Regions from separate parts of the Zea mays genome. Here region 1 is linked to region 2. A link is a contact called in public Hi-C data. All regions are on one chromosome and are shown on one strand. The core of a region is the stretch at or near the end of the contact, and the rest is flanking DNA. Distances in the headings are between cores, read along the strand shown.

Region 1 (6,564 bases), core at 3,611-6,110, 310 kb after region 2:
CGCTCCAGCGTTTTTGAGGCCGAACGACATGGAGGTATAACAGAAAGCACCAAACGGGGTGATGAACGCCGTTTTTTCCTCGTCTTCTTTTGCCAAACTAATCTGATGATACCCGGAATAACAATCTAAGAAAGACAGCACAGAACATCCAGCGGTGGAATCCACCACCTGATCTATCCTCGAGAGCCCGAAGGGATCCTTCAGACAGTGTTTGTTGAGATCAGTATAGTCGACGCACATGCGCCAATCCACTTTATTCTTTTTGAGTACAAGAACAGGGTTGGCTAACCACTCGGGGTGTAATACTTCTCTAATAAATCCAGCCGCGACCAAGCGAGCTAACTCGGCACGAATGACCTCTCTCTTGTCGGGCGTGAAACGACGCAGCTTTTGTCGGATCGGCCTCGCCTGAGGATAGACCTTCAATTTGTGCTCGGCCAATTCCCTTGGGACTCCCGGCATATCCGCAGGTTGCCATGCGAATACGTCTCGGTTATCTTGCAGGAACTGGACGAGCGCGCTTTCCTATTTGTCATTCAAACTGGAGCTGATGATGGTCGTCTTGCGCTCATCAGCAAACCCCAGGTTGATCCGCTTGGTTTCTTCAGTCGGCCGCATAGAGGTCACGGCCTGAGCTTCGTTTGCCGGTACGGCGAGGTCTTCCTCAGGCTTAGAGTTCGCCGGTGTAGAAGGAACCGTTGACGGCTTGGTGGTGAGGGCTGCTTGGATGGCCACTCGGAAACATTCTGCGGCGCCTTGGAAGTCGGCGCGCACAGTTATGATTCCTTGCGGTCCTGGCATCTTCAGTATCATGTATGTATAGTGCGGGATGGCCATGAATTTGGCCAGCCCCGGCCTCCCGATGATGGCGTTGTACCCGCAGTCGAAGTTCGCCACCTCGAACCTCAGGAACTCGGTTCTGTAGTTCTCCGGAGTCCCGAAGGTGACCGGCATGTAGATGTGGCCCAGCGGATATTCCCCTTCCGTCGACACGATGCCGAAGAAAGGAGTGTCTGACTCGTGGAGCTCTTTGAGGTGAACTCCCAAGCCTTGGAGCGTACGGGGGAAGGTGACGTTGATGCTGCCCCCCCCCGTCCACTAGCACCTTCTTTACCCGGCTCTCTCGGATCACCGGATCGACGAGGAGCGGGTATTTGCCTGGATGGTCAAAGTTGAGCCATTGATCCTCCCGAGTGAAAGTGATCGGGTGCTCCGACCACCGGTATGGGGCGGGAGGGCCGGTGGTCGCCACCAGTATCTGGCGGTCGTTGAGCTTTTGTTGTCTTTTGTTCTCCTGCGACCCATGTCCGCCGAAGATGACGTTGACCTCCCTGTCAACGCGTGGGAAGGCTCCTCCTCCCCCCTCCTCCGGCTGATGGGGCTGTCGTGGTTCATCTGGTCCTCCCCTCGGCGGAGGAGGCGGTAGGGGTTGGAAGGGTCGGCCGTGCTCGACGGAGTGCTTGAAGTCCCGGCAGTTACGGAGAGTATGGCGCATGTCCTTGTGGTACGGGCACTGGGCGTCGAGGATGTCGTCCAGCGTGCGCTCGCCTCCACGAGGCCCTCCTCGGGCGCGAGAGGCGGGTGGTCCGGCGGCGTGTACTTCTTCACGAGGCCTCTTCTCCCAGCGTTTGTCGGGTGGCTGGTTCGCGTCGCGTCGTGGTGCTGCCGGTGCGGGCTTTGCTCCTCCGATGAGATCCTGGGCCCGCTCGTCGGCAGTGATGTAGAGGTCGGCTTCCCAGAACAGCTCCTCGGAGGTAGTCGGCGCCTTTTGTAGTATGGCTCGGACGAAAGCCGAGTCATTGGATCCTCTGTAGAAGTCCTCGATCACGGCCGCCTCCGTGACCTTGGGGATGCGGTTTCTCATGGTCTGGAACCTTTTGAGGTATGACCGGAGAGTCTCATCCCCCCGGCGCTTGATGGATTTGAGGTCCCATGGTTGCGCTGGCTTGTCGGAGAGAGACTGGAAGTTGGCGGTGAAACGTCGACTGAAGTCTCCCCAGTCGTCGATGCAGTGTCGGGGTAGATGTCGTAGCCACTGCAGCGCATCTTGCCCAAGGACGATGGGCAGATACGCGGTCATGACGTCTTCGGATGCTCCTGCAGCCCGAGCAGCGGTGGTGTAGACGGCTAACCAACCCCCTGGATCCTGCTTAGGTTCATATTTGTCGACATTGGATACCTTGAAGTTGGGAGGCCATTGGATGGCCCTAAGGCGCGGAGTAAGGGCGGATACTCCGCACGTGTCCTCCTGTCGTCGGGGATGACGTCTGTCCCGGGGAGGGGAGTGGCGGTGGTGGTTCCTCGACCGTCCCCGGGTGGTACCGCCAGTTGAAGTTGTTGCCGACTCAGTTCGGGTGGCCTGGCTTTGAGTCGGGAAGCCATGATCTCGGTCATACTCCTCCCGACGGCGAATTTCGTTCTCATGCCGCCGTTCGCGCGAAGCGTTGATAGAGCTTCGCGCGTCTCGGCGACTGTTGATGGCGTGTCGCAAATCGTTCGGCGGGTGAGCGAGCGGTAGAAGATGGTTGGCCGCCTGAGTGAACAGGCGTCGGTATCCCTCGGCGTCGGGAGTCCGAGGAGTCCGTCAGCTATCCGAGCTAGAACGCCTCCGACTTCGCTCGGCGTGTTCATAGCTCGGGCGAAGTCGGGGTTCAGGTTGCGCCCGAAGAGCGGATTCTCGCGTCGTTGCCTTGCATCTTGCTCGGCTTGCTCCTGAGTCCGCCGGCGATCACGTCGTCGGGAGTTCCTTCGTTCCCTGAAGACGCGTTCTTCCGGAGTTTCTCCTATCTCCGAGACCTCGTCTCGCGAGACAGGCTGCTCCGGATCCCGTTCTCCGGCTGCGTGATGTCGTCGAACGTTCCTGCGTCGGTTCCTTCGTCGGCGGGATTCTCGCTGAGGTGGTTCTTCTCCAGGCACGGTCGGTTCATCGTCAGAGACGACGGGCGACTCTGCTCTCCCGATGAAGAGGACGTCGGGGTAGAACGGTACTGCTGTCGTGGCGACTTTCTTTCCGTTCTCCTTTGAGGCCGGAGGAACGGGAAGAACGACTTGCCTCTCCCTGGTCTCCTTCTTTCTCGCGATCCGTGTCCATTCTTTCGTCGGGGAAGTAGACAACAGAGTCTTCCGGGTCAGCAAGCTTCTAGCTCCAGCCTCCCCGGAGACGATCTTTTTCCGAAGAGCCGGAGGTAGCGTCTTTCCAGCATTTTCGGAGTTTGTTGGAGGAAACTTCTTTTCCGGCAGATCCGCGATGCGGTGTAGAATTCCCTCTTCGTCCGCTACAGATGAGATTGTCCCGAAGCAGAATACAGATCCGGGACGCACGGTGATCTTGCTGCGGAAGGTGACGGCCATTGAGCTAGCTTGGATCGTCGACACACCCCCTACCTGGCGCGCCAGCTGTCGGTGTTTTGGGTCCGACCGCACACCCGGGGTTGCCCCTCAAGGTGTTTTTAGGAGTAGGACGGTGTCAACGACTGTAGCAAAATGGTTCATGCCGATCGCACGAGGGACGATGGACAAGATTTGCAGGTTCGGGTCGCTTAGAAGTGCGTAACACCCTACGTCCTGGTGAGTATATGAGCGTGGTTACAAGAGGACTCTCTGGATAGAGGGCGCAGAGAGTTTACGTGGGTGGCTAAGTAAAATAGGGTCGATCGTTCTGAAGGGGTGCCCCCTGGGCCTTATATATTCGACCGTGGGGCAGTACATGTGGATATGATAACAACAAGTAGCTAAAAGATGGTGAACCTCCTGAGTTTATCCCTACGTAACCCTCGCCGACTTATCCTCGCATGGCTCCGTTGCATGGGGGCTTCAGCGCAGGAAAGTCGGGTCTCTGTTGCGATTTATTCGTTCGCCGTTGTGGGCCGTCCGGGTTTGCACCAATCCGGTCTCACGTCTTCTCTTCTTTGTTGGTTGTCTTTCCCCAGGCCCACGAAAGAATGACCTTACGAATTATTGGGCCCTTGGGCCTTTCGTGAGGTCTTTTATATCTTTAGTGGACCCAGGGGATATCTATCCCCCACACTTACTATATCCATGCATCAATCAAATTATTTAATAAATTAAATTGACCAATCAGATAGTTCTCTGTCTCGAGCATAGAGCCAAGACACATTTTCTTCGTTAAAATACGTGTTTTGAGACTTTTTACATTTACCACTTAAACACACTCGAAAATTTTTTATATTACCCCTTAAACACACTCGAAGACAACTAAAGACACCCATGGTAAATGTTCTTATGTTGCAGCCTAAAAATTAGTTTGCAACCAGCACAAATAAAAAGTTTTAATAAGTACTCCTTGCGTTCTAAAATATAAGTCTTTCCAAGATTCTTTGAGAGTCAAAGTTTTTAAGGTTTGATCAAAAGTATAGAGAGAATCATAAAAGATTCATGACATGTGATAAATATAGTATGAAAATATATTTAATAGAGAATCTAATGGTATACATTTGATATCGTAAATGCTATTACTTTATTATATAAATTTAGTTAAACTTAAAAAAACTTTGACTCCGCAAAAATCTTAGAATGATTTATATTTTTGAACGGAATGAGAATAAAAGAGTTAGCACTACAGATTAGGTAGGTTACATCATATGCACATTGTTTGTCACTAGAGCGAAACAGGCCAGCGCCGTGCGGGCTGCCTAGCTGGGGCCTGGGGCTCTATCTCTCTCTCATTTCACGTCACTGCGCCACACGGACGGTCGAGCGCCAAGTCTCCATCACTGCGTCAGCAGGTCACCGGGGCAGCGTTCGCGTGACGTGACGGCACAAACTCTTCATCTCCATCTATCTGCGCCAGGTGCCGCCAAAACGAGGTCGGCACCCACAGGCCACAACCCAACCCAACCCAACCCAACTGAATCCAACGGGACACGAGAGCGACGTCATGGTGCTGGAGGTGGGCACCGCCGTGGGAATACGAACCACCTCCACTTGGGCTGCAGGTCCAGCCGCCCGGCGCAGATCACGGGGCCAGGTCGTCTCCTTCGCCCTCGCTCCCGCGTCGTCCCGCCGGGTCCGGCACCGTTGCCGCGCGATGCAACAGCACGAGGAGGAGCAGGAGCGGCCGCCGACCGTCCGCGCGGTCACCATCCCCTTCGCCGACCTCAGGGTAATCTTCCCCGGTGTTGAGTGTTGCCGTCTCGGGAGGGAGGGAATGTGTGTGTGTGTGTGTGTCACTTCTCATGATTCTGATCACGTGCCGTTCGGCGGCGGCGGCGGGTGGGCGTGCGCAGGTGCCGGACAGGGACCTTGGCGACAAGATCGAGGAAGGTCTGGGTCCCCATGGGCTCGGCATCGTCACCATTGCCGATGTGAGTAGCAACCGTGGTGGAACTGATTGCATCGTGATTTCGAGCCATGGGTTCCTTAAACTGTCTTGATCCTGGTCCACGCAGGTACCTGAGTTTCCAGAGCTAAGAAAAAGGCTGCTGCGCTTGGCACCCAGGCATGTCGTTTATGCTCATAACATATTAACATGTTATATATGCCCCCCTCATTCCTCCTGTACTGGGTGGTTTATTCTGCTCCTGAGTCAAGAGTTGTTTGTTTACTGATGATGATTGATGAAAGGTTCCTGTTCTTCGTTCTTGCTTGCTTGCTTATTTGTCAGGATTGCAAACCTTCCTGAAGAGGTGAAGAAACAGCTTGAAGATCCAGATAGCAGGTCGTGCTGTTTGTCAACGATTTCGTTATGATCGCACCCACCTGAAAACTCCTGCTTGTGACTAGGGTATCGATTGCTAGCAGCTAGATTATATTATATGCACTTGTCATCTGCAGATATAACTTTGGGTGGAGTCATGGGAAGGAGAAACTCGAGTCCGGGAAACTTGGTATGACACTGGTCCATTCCGTGAGTTATCATGTAGTATCCTGTTGTATGTGTGGGGTAGGAGTACTATTCATCCTTGAAACCTGCTGCGGTGCTGCCAAGAAAGCAAGTTTTTGGACAGGATCTCATTCCTACCATGAGGCTATCTGTTGAGCTCTGCTCGGCTCCCATGACTATTGTGCATGAACTTCTTTCCTAAGATAAACTCTGATTACTGCATGCAGACACATTTAAAGGTTCCTTTTATGCGAACCCTGTTTTGGATGTCCCTACTACTGATGATGTGCTTGTAAGTAGGTAAAGTGTTTCTAGCATGGAACTGTCGTCTCGATTTCCATCATGGTCCAATACCATGATCTAACATTTTAAACATCTGATGATGTTTAACCTGCAGGTATCCATCATATTGCCGACCAAATATATGGCCAAACGATAATCTTCCTGAGCTTGAGATAGGTATGACTGAATGCATTCGATAAGCCATCAATGTGACTTCAATCTGTTTTTTTCCTTTGCATTTTCACATTCATACCTGGAAACTAGACTATGTTTACAGATTTCTTTTCCCTTTTTTGTAGCATTTAAAGATCTTGGGAAGCTGATGATGGAAGTTGGTTTGATGTTGGCTCATCATTGTGATCGCTATGGTATGTGTTGCAGAACCATAAGGTCCATTACTATAACTCGGTGTGATTTCCGGAAAATTAACTCATGAGGCT
Region 2 (6,308 bases), core at 915-3,414:
ACAAGTGTAAACCCCGTCGTTGTTTGCTGTTACCACCAGCAAGCAAACAGGCGGGCCGCAGACAAGAAGACTGGAGGACGGGGAGCACTCGGCGGCACGCCGGCACGGCATCCTGTTAGGTGAGGTGACGCAGTCACCAACTGTCTGCTGGGCCGGTCGGTCGATTTGGCACGGCCGGCAGGACCCGGACCCGGGCCCGGGCGCGCACGCCCCCACTCCCGTGCGGGCCTTGTCCGCTTGGCGCTTGCGGCCACGCGCGCCTCTCCGCCTGGCACCCCGGGCCCTCGCGCGAGCTCCAGGCCGGCACGCCGAGTAGGACTGGGCACTCGGTTAACCGAAATTTTTCGGTTCGGTTTTTCGGTTTTTTTTAAAGTTCGGTTTTTGAAAAATGCCAACCGAAATTATCTTTAGAAAAGGAAAAACCGGACCTCCGGTTAACCGTATAGTTCGGTTCGGTTTTCGGTTTAACCGAAAAAACCGAACTAGGCTGTGCTGTGTTTCAGACTTTCAGTACCCTGTCCGCCGGCTAGCTGGCTGTGTAGTCCGAAAAAAACAAATAGCTATGTGCTGCATAGTACACGCCTACACGGCTTCCGTCCCAGCACTCGGACGACTCCAAAGCCTGATCGCCTGCTATTGCTAATTTGCTATGCCAGTGCTATTGCTACTGACCGATTGCCAGTGCTGCATGCCTACATAGAATAATACAAGGAATTCTGAATTGCTATTCTGCATGCCGACGGGATTGAGCAAGGGTGCCTGCACCTGGGCCCAGGCAGCGTGAGGGGCTGAGAGCCGGAGAAGGCCCAAGACAGCAAGCCGCGTTTCTGAAGACTTGGGCTGAAATGGGATTATAGGCTGATGGGCTAACAGTTCGGTTTTTCGGTTTAAACCGAACTAAAAACCGAAAACCGAACTAAATTTCGGTTTCTGAAGAATGGTAACCGAAAAATATAACGGTTTGATCGGTTCCGGTTTTTTCGGTTTCGGTTCCGGTTTTTTCGGTTTCGGTGTTCGGTTTTCGGTTTTTATGCCCATGCCTAACGCCGAGCTGCCGAAACGAGAGGTGAGGAACTCTGGCGGACGGGCAGAGTGCCGGAGTGTCTCGGTTCGGTGATGCGGGCGTGGGGTTGACTGCGGCGGGGCCACGATCGCGCGAGCTGCGCATCGTACGCCACGCCAGCCACCGTGCGAGCTGCGTCGTTTTGTCGCCTGCCCAGTGCCCACGCGCGTACGTACGAACCGGAAGCTCGCGTCTCCGTCCCGCCGTGCGCCGCCGTATCGACCGACCCCTCCCTCGCTGATCCGCTCTGCTCCTTCTACTACTGCTCTGCTTCTCAAGTGTACCCCAACATGCACAGGTCAGTACGTGTCCTGTTGTTGTCCTTTTAGTTTTAACGTAACGAGTAAACAGTGACCTCAACACCCTGGTTTGGTTTACCTGCAGCTTAGTGATGTGGATGGCTAATGACTAATGGCTATTGTATATTGTACACACACATTCTATTTATTAACATTACAATATAGTTACATATGTGTTATCTCCTAAAGAAAAATCTTAGATACGTCTCTACATGTCTGTTTGTGTTATATAAAGAAGATATATTGCAAATATGTACATATATTAATGATTTAAAAACAAAAAAAATATAATCATATTTGAATAAAATATTTTATTTAAGCAAGTTCTATCTATATGATATATATAAATTGTAGCAATGTGCTGGCACTAACTAATACCCCTTCATTAGTCAGCCAGCTGCTCTGCCGTCGTAGCTACAAAAATATGTGAATCGCAAGCCACTTGGGTGCACCGCACCGCACTGCACACAAATACAAGAAAACAAAAGTAGTTGGCCTCGACGATAATTAGTAGTACCCCTACCCCGCCCCTACCGCTCGCTACCGGGATGCCAGCGCCAGCCCGGCCAGGTAGCCGGGACCCTGCCAGAGCGTCCGGGGTACACACATGGGGGCACCGCCACCGAGCAACCGGGACGGAGCTCTTCCCTGATCCCTCTCCTTGCCTTTGCATCCGCGCTGCGTGCCGCTGGTTCCCGAGCGCAAGCGGCAGCGGCGGGCAGAGCCCAGTCCGCCCGGGACGCGTCGCGTCTACGTGGGCACGCGGTCAGACGTGCAGTGCAGAGACCACGAAACGGATCCCCTCGAGTCGAGCGAACCGAAGCCGAACATACCCACCCATCGTCTCGTCTCGTCGCTCGTGGGCGTGGCGCTCTCTCCCCCCACCTCCTCTTTTAAGACGACGCCATCGCCAGCCGGCCCTCCCTCGCCGTCCGGCGCCGTCCTCCTTCCCTCTCATCACAGTTTCCACCTCGCGAGGGGCTCGCGCGCGTGCCCATCCCGGCCGATCGACTCACGAATTCGCGCGCGATCATATTCGTGCAAGGGCATCCCCGCACGGGCACGGCCGGAAGCACGGAATCACTTCCCCGGCCGCCCCCAATTCCCGGGCTCCTCGGCGCCGATCCCTCGCCGGTACGTCGCGCATGTGCCTTTGCATGTAGGAACAGGAGAACCGTCCTGCGTCTGTCGCCTTCTCTCTTCCACATCTCCCTTTTATCGTCGTCCCACAGGTGCAACGGGCGATCCATGCTCGCCCCGTTTCGTTTGTTTTTGACTTGGCTTCGGTGCTGCCGCGGCGCGGCCGGCTAATTCGGCGGTTTGCATACCGCCCCTCTGCTCTGCCTGACAGGTGTTCGCTTTCCGGCGGTTTCCGCTGCGTGTCGCGGGCAGGCGCAAGCGGCTTGGCTCGGCTCGGCTCGGTTGTTTCCTCCTCGTGCCATCCATGGAGGCGAAGCAGCGCCCGCGGCACGGCGGGGAGAGGAGGCCGCCGCCGGCGACGGACGGCGGCGAGGAGTACGACCCGTGGACGGCGTGGCTCTACAAGCCGCGCACCATCTCGGTGCTCCTCGTCGGCGCCTGCCTTCTCATGTAAGCAAGCGCCCTCGAATTCTCCTCCTCCTCCTCTTGCTGGCGCCCGCCAGCACAGGGAGAGGGAGAGCCTTGTCTGGTTTCGCCTTTTGCTACCGTGTTCATACGACTCCGTTGACTGGAGGCTGCAATTTTTACGGCTGCGAAAAGGGCTGTCTGTGCCTGGCCAAGTACAAGAGCTGCAGGGATACCACCAGGTCCTGTCGACAGTGTCAGAGCTGAGACGCGGCCATGGCCATGCACTCTTGTTGTTTTCTATTCTATGTTTTTCCCTGAAAATATAGTTTTCGAGTTGGAATTTAATGGATATGTGCGAAATCATTGAGCTACCGAATCATTGGAGTATGATTGATGGATTCGTGGAGAGCCACAGCCCTGGTCAAGTATCTCAAGCCAAATTGTTCTGAATTTTCATGAAAACGAATTTGTCTGAAATTCGCTCCAAGAACAACCGTACGTATTATTTTCCTTGGACACTCAAGTGAGAGTGAAATGAGTTTATTTTCAGCTCATTAAGCTAAGATAAACAAGCACGTGACAAAGATTTTTTTTTACCACCATGCTTCTTGCGAGGAAGATAGGTACCAATTACGGTTGGACTAATCCAAGGTACAACCATTACCCCAGTCCAAAGTTATCCCAGACCCAGAGATGTGCCTCACCCTCACGGGAGTCGGGACACTGAACTCATTACCAACTTGTAGGCTGCCCAGCGGTGGATACCATGCCAACCGTACTGTCAAGATGTGGGCCGTTTCCTTTGCGATTTCTCGTGGCCATCTCATCTGACCTCACATTCAATTGTTCTTCCCTTTCAGCTGGGCAAGTGGAGCACTTGATCCTGAAGGTACTGCCGCTCACAGTAGCGTGACATCAATCAAGAGGTATGTCTGCATCATCTCAGGATTTAATTATGACCTTGTTTAGGCGGCACTGAACTTTCAAAATTAGAAAGAAAGAAAATAAGAAACAGGCCACTTTTCATGTGTTTCAAACGGAAAAGATAACCAGGCCACTATTCCGTTCAATGCTGCCTTTTGGACTCGAGCTGTTTTACCTTCATAGCATTGCGAAATGATTGGAGTGAGTGAGCGATGCTGACTCTTCTTCTTACCGAAACTTTCCAGGGGTGTCTGGGCTATGATTGCAGTCTTCCTTGCCTACTGCACGCTTCAGGCACCTTCAACGTGAGCAAATTTTCTTCTTTTTGTCCCTAGTAGATAGCCTCTCATGGTTGTCTGCTTGTATTTTTCTTCTATATCAATAAAAACATGCATTGTCAGTTACCATTCTTTTTTTTAAAAAAAATGCAACTCAAACATTGGAGCTGTATCACTGCAGTGCTTCTTGCTTCTCAATTGGTGCTGAAGCAACAGTAGTTTTGTGCTATTTTCAAGTAGCAATTGACAGATGTCCCTAGGGACACGGTGCCAATGACATCTTAACTATATGTCTGTACTTGCTGCAAGATTCTGCTCCTTATCTTCCTGTCTTCGCAACGTTGCATCACCAATTGTTCATTCTATAGCCATTTTCTGCTCCCATAAATTGTAATACTGCTTTACCAATCTATAGCCATTTTCAGCTCCCATAAATCTACTGTACTACGTATAGGGCAATATGCTGATGTTTTTGGACGATACTGATTCAGTGCCTGGGCAACTTTATCACAGGATACTTATTAGGCCCCATCCTGCTGTCTGGCGCCTGGTACATGGACTGGCTGTCGTTTACCTCGTTGCTCTTACCTTTCTTCTTTTCCAGGTTAGCGCCACATGTGGGTTTCAGTTGGATACTATTCTGTTATCATTTTTGGCCTTTAGTTCAAATGTTGGTTCTTATCTGTTGCTCATTTATCAGAACCGTGACGATGCTCGCCAGTTCATGAAACACCTTCACCCAGATCTTGGAGTTGGTAAAATTTCTGTGTTGCATATTTTCACTAGAAATGTAATTTTTTTTTAAAAAATGGTGGTGGTAGTAAACTTTTATCTTCCCAATGCAGAATTGCCGGAGAGATCTTATGGAGCAGATTGCCGCTTGTATGTTCCAGAAAACCCTAAAAACAAGTTCATAAATATTTATGTATGATTTTCTGTATGAACCTTCCTATTCTGTGAAGATGCACATGCTCTGCTTTTCATCGTTGCTATTACTCTATTAATACTGGACTATCTGATCTATGTATAGGAGACATTGTTTGATGAATTTGTTGTTGCCCATATCCTTGGGTGGTGGGGCAAAGCTGTAATGATACGAAATCAACTTCTACTTTGGGTCTTGTCGATTGGCTTTGAGCTAATGGAGGTTAGATCTGGGCGCACTATTCGAAAGAACTTCAAAGATATCTTTTCATTCCTGTCATCTTTTTGATAAGGAAGTATTTTTACTATGACATTTTGCAGCTAACGTTCAGACATATGCTGCCAAACTTTAATGAGTGCTGGTGGGATAGCATTATCTTGGACATATTGATCTGCAATTGGTTTGGTGAGATATTTGAAGATAATTAATGTTCATGTCTCGTACATTCAGTAACCTTGCTTACATTAATGTAATCTGCAATAAGTTAGAATTAAGCAGCCGCAATGTTCTCTGCATGCTTGATTTTATACAGTTTCTTTGCATCAGATCCTATCAATTATATCTACAAGTCAGAAAGGAAAATAAAAATTAATACATCTTTGGTATACCTCTGACATCACATTGTTTGACTATAATATTTAATGTTATGCCACTTGTTGAATACTCATGGCCCTGGGAATCCAAGAACAATTGCTGGCATTTGTGACATTATTTGGTAATGATAGTTCCATGGTTTCTACTGAAACTTATATTTTTGATCCAGGTATTTGGGCAGGAATGCACACAGTCCGTCACTTTGATGGCAAAACTTATGAATGGGTTGGACTGAGCCGCCAACGAAGTATCATGGGTAAGGTATGTTCACTGACAATACATTAGCAGACGCATTTTTTCTCCATTTCATGGCTTGTTACTCTTGTCATAATTTTATCGCTACATAGATATGACCTTCGTTCCTAAAATAGCCGTTCTTTTAGAATGCATCGAATATTAAACTTCCAAAATTTTGAGCTTTCGTAGGAGAAGGTAGTTACACCTGCACTGTCATAATGTTCAATCTATTTTTCCTGCATGTGACTAGGAAAAATATTTTGAAAACAATGCATGTTCGGCACTGTTGAAGTCTGAAAAAAGTAAAACAGAACAGTGATAGATGTATTATAGATAAGTGCCGGTTCTTTTGCACTGCTCATTTATAACCATGGCCCAAAGTCCCAGATCGTTAGTACTTGTCAACTCTCCCTTGGATCTTGCATTATATTTCTCATAAG

Evidence for each region. A called contact is a pair of places that touch in the nucleus more often than the background predicts.
Region 1: a Hi-C map of leaf shows a contact between it and region 2, with 2.9 times the contacts expected there. The contact joins the promoter of LOC100277913 here to the promoter of LOC100283193 in region 2. A contact is called at or near these places in 2 of 25 Hi-C or Micro-C datasets (both in leaf).

Annotation. Positions count from the first base shown.
Region 1 is chr6:174,937,076-174,943,639 of Zm-B73-REFERENCE-NAM-5.0, forward strand. It overlaps LOC100277913, which reads left to right and starts at 4,861. Exons shown (of 15, transcript NM_001366016.1): 1 at 4,861-5,122; 2 at 5,247-5,324; 3 at 5,409-5,458; 4 at 5,624-5,677; 5 at 5,794-5,846; 6 at 6,070-6,142; 7 at 6,240-6,301; 8 at 6,424-6,492. The coding sequence starts at 4,898.
Region 2 is chr6:174,632,677-174,638,984 of Zm-B73-REFERENCE-NAM-5.0, forward strand. It overlaps LOC100283193 (phosphatidylserine synthase 2), which reads left to right and starts at 2,165. Exons shown (of 13, transcript NM_001156095.1): 1 at 2,165-2,496; 2 at 2,714-2,952; 3 at 3,771-3,836; 4 at 4,080-4,139; 5 at 4,626-4,716; 6 at 4,813-4,867; 7 at 4,958-5,037; 8 at 5,143-5,259; 9 at 5,358-5,442; 10 at 5,801-5,892. The coding sequence starts at 2,807.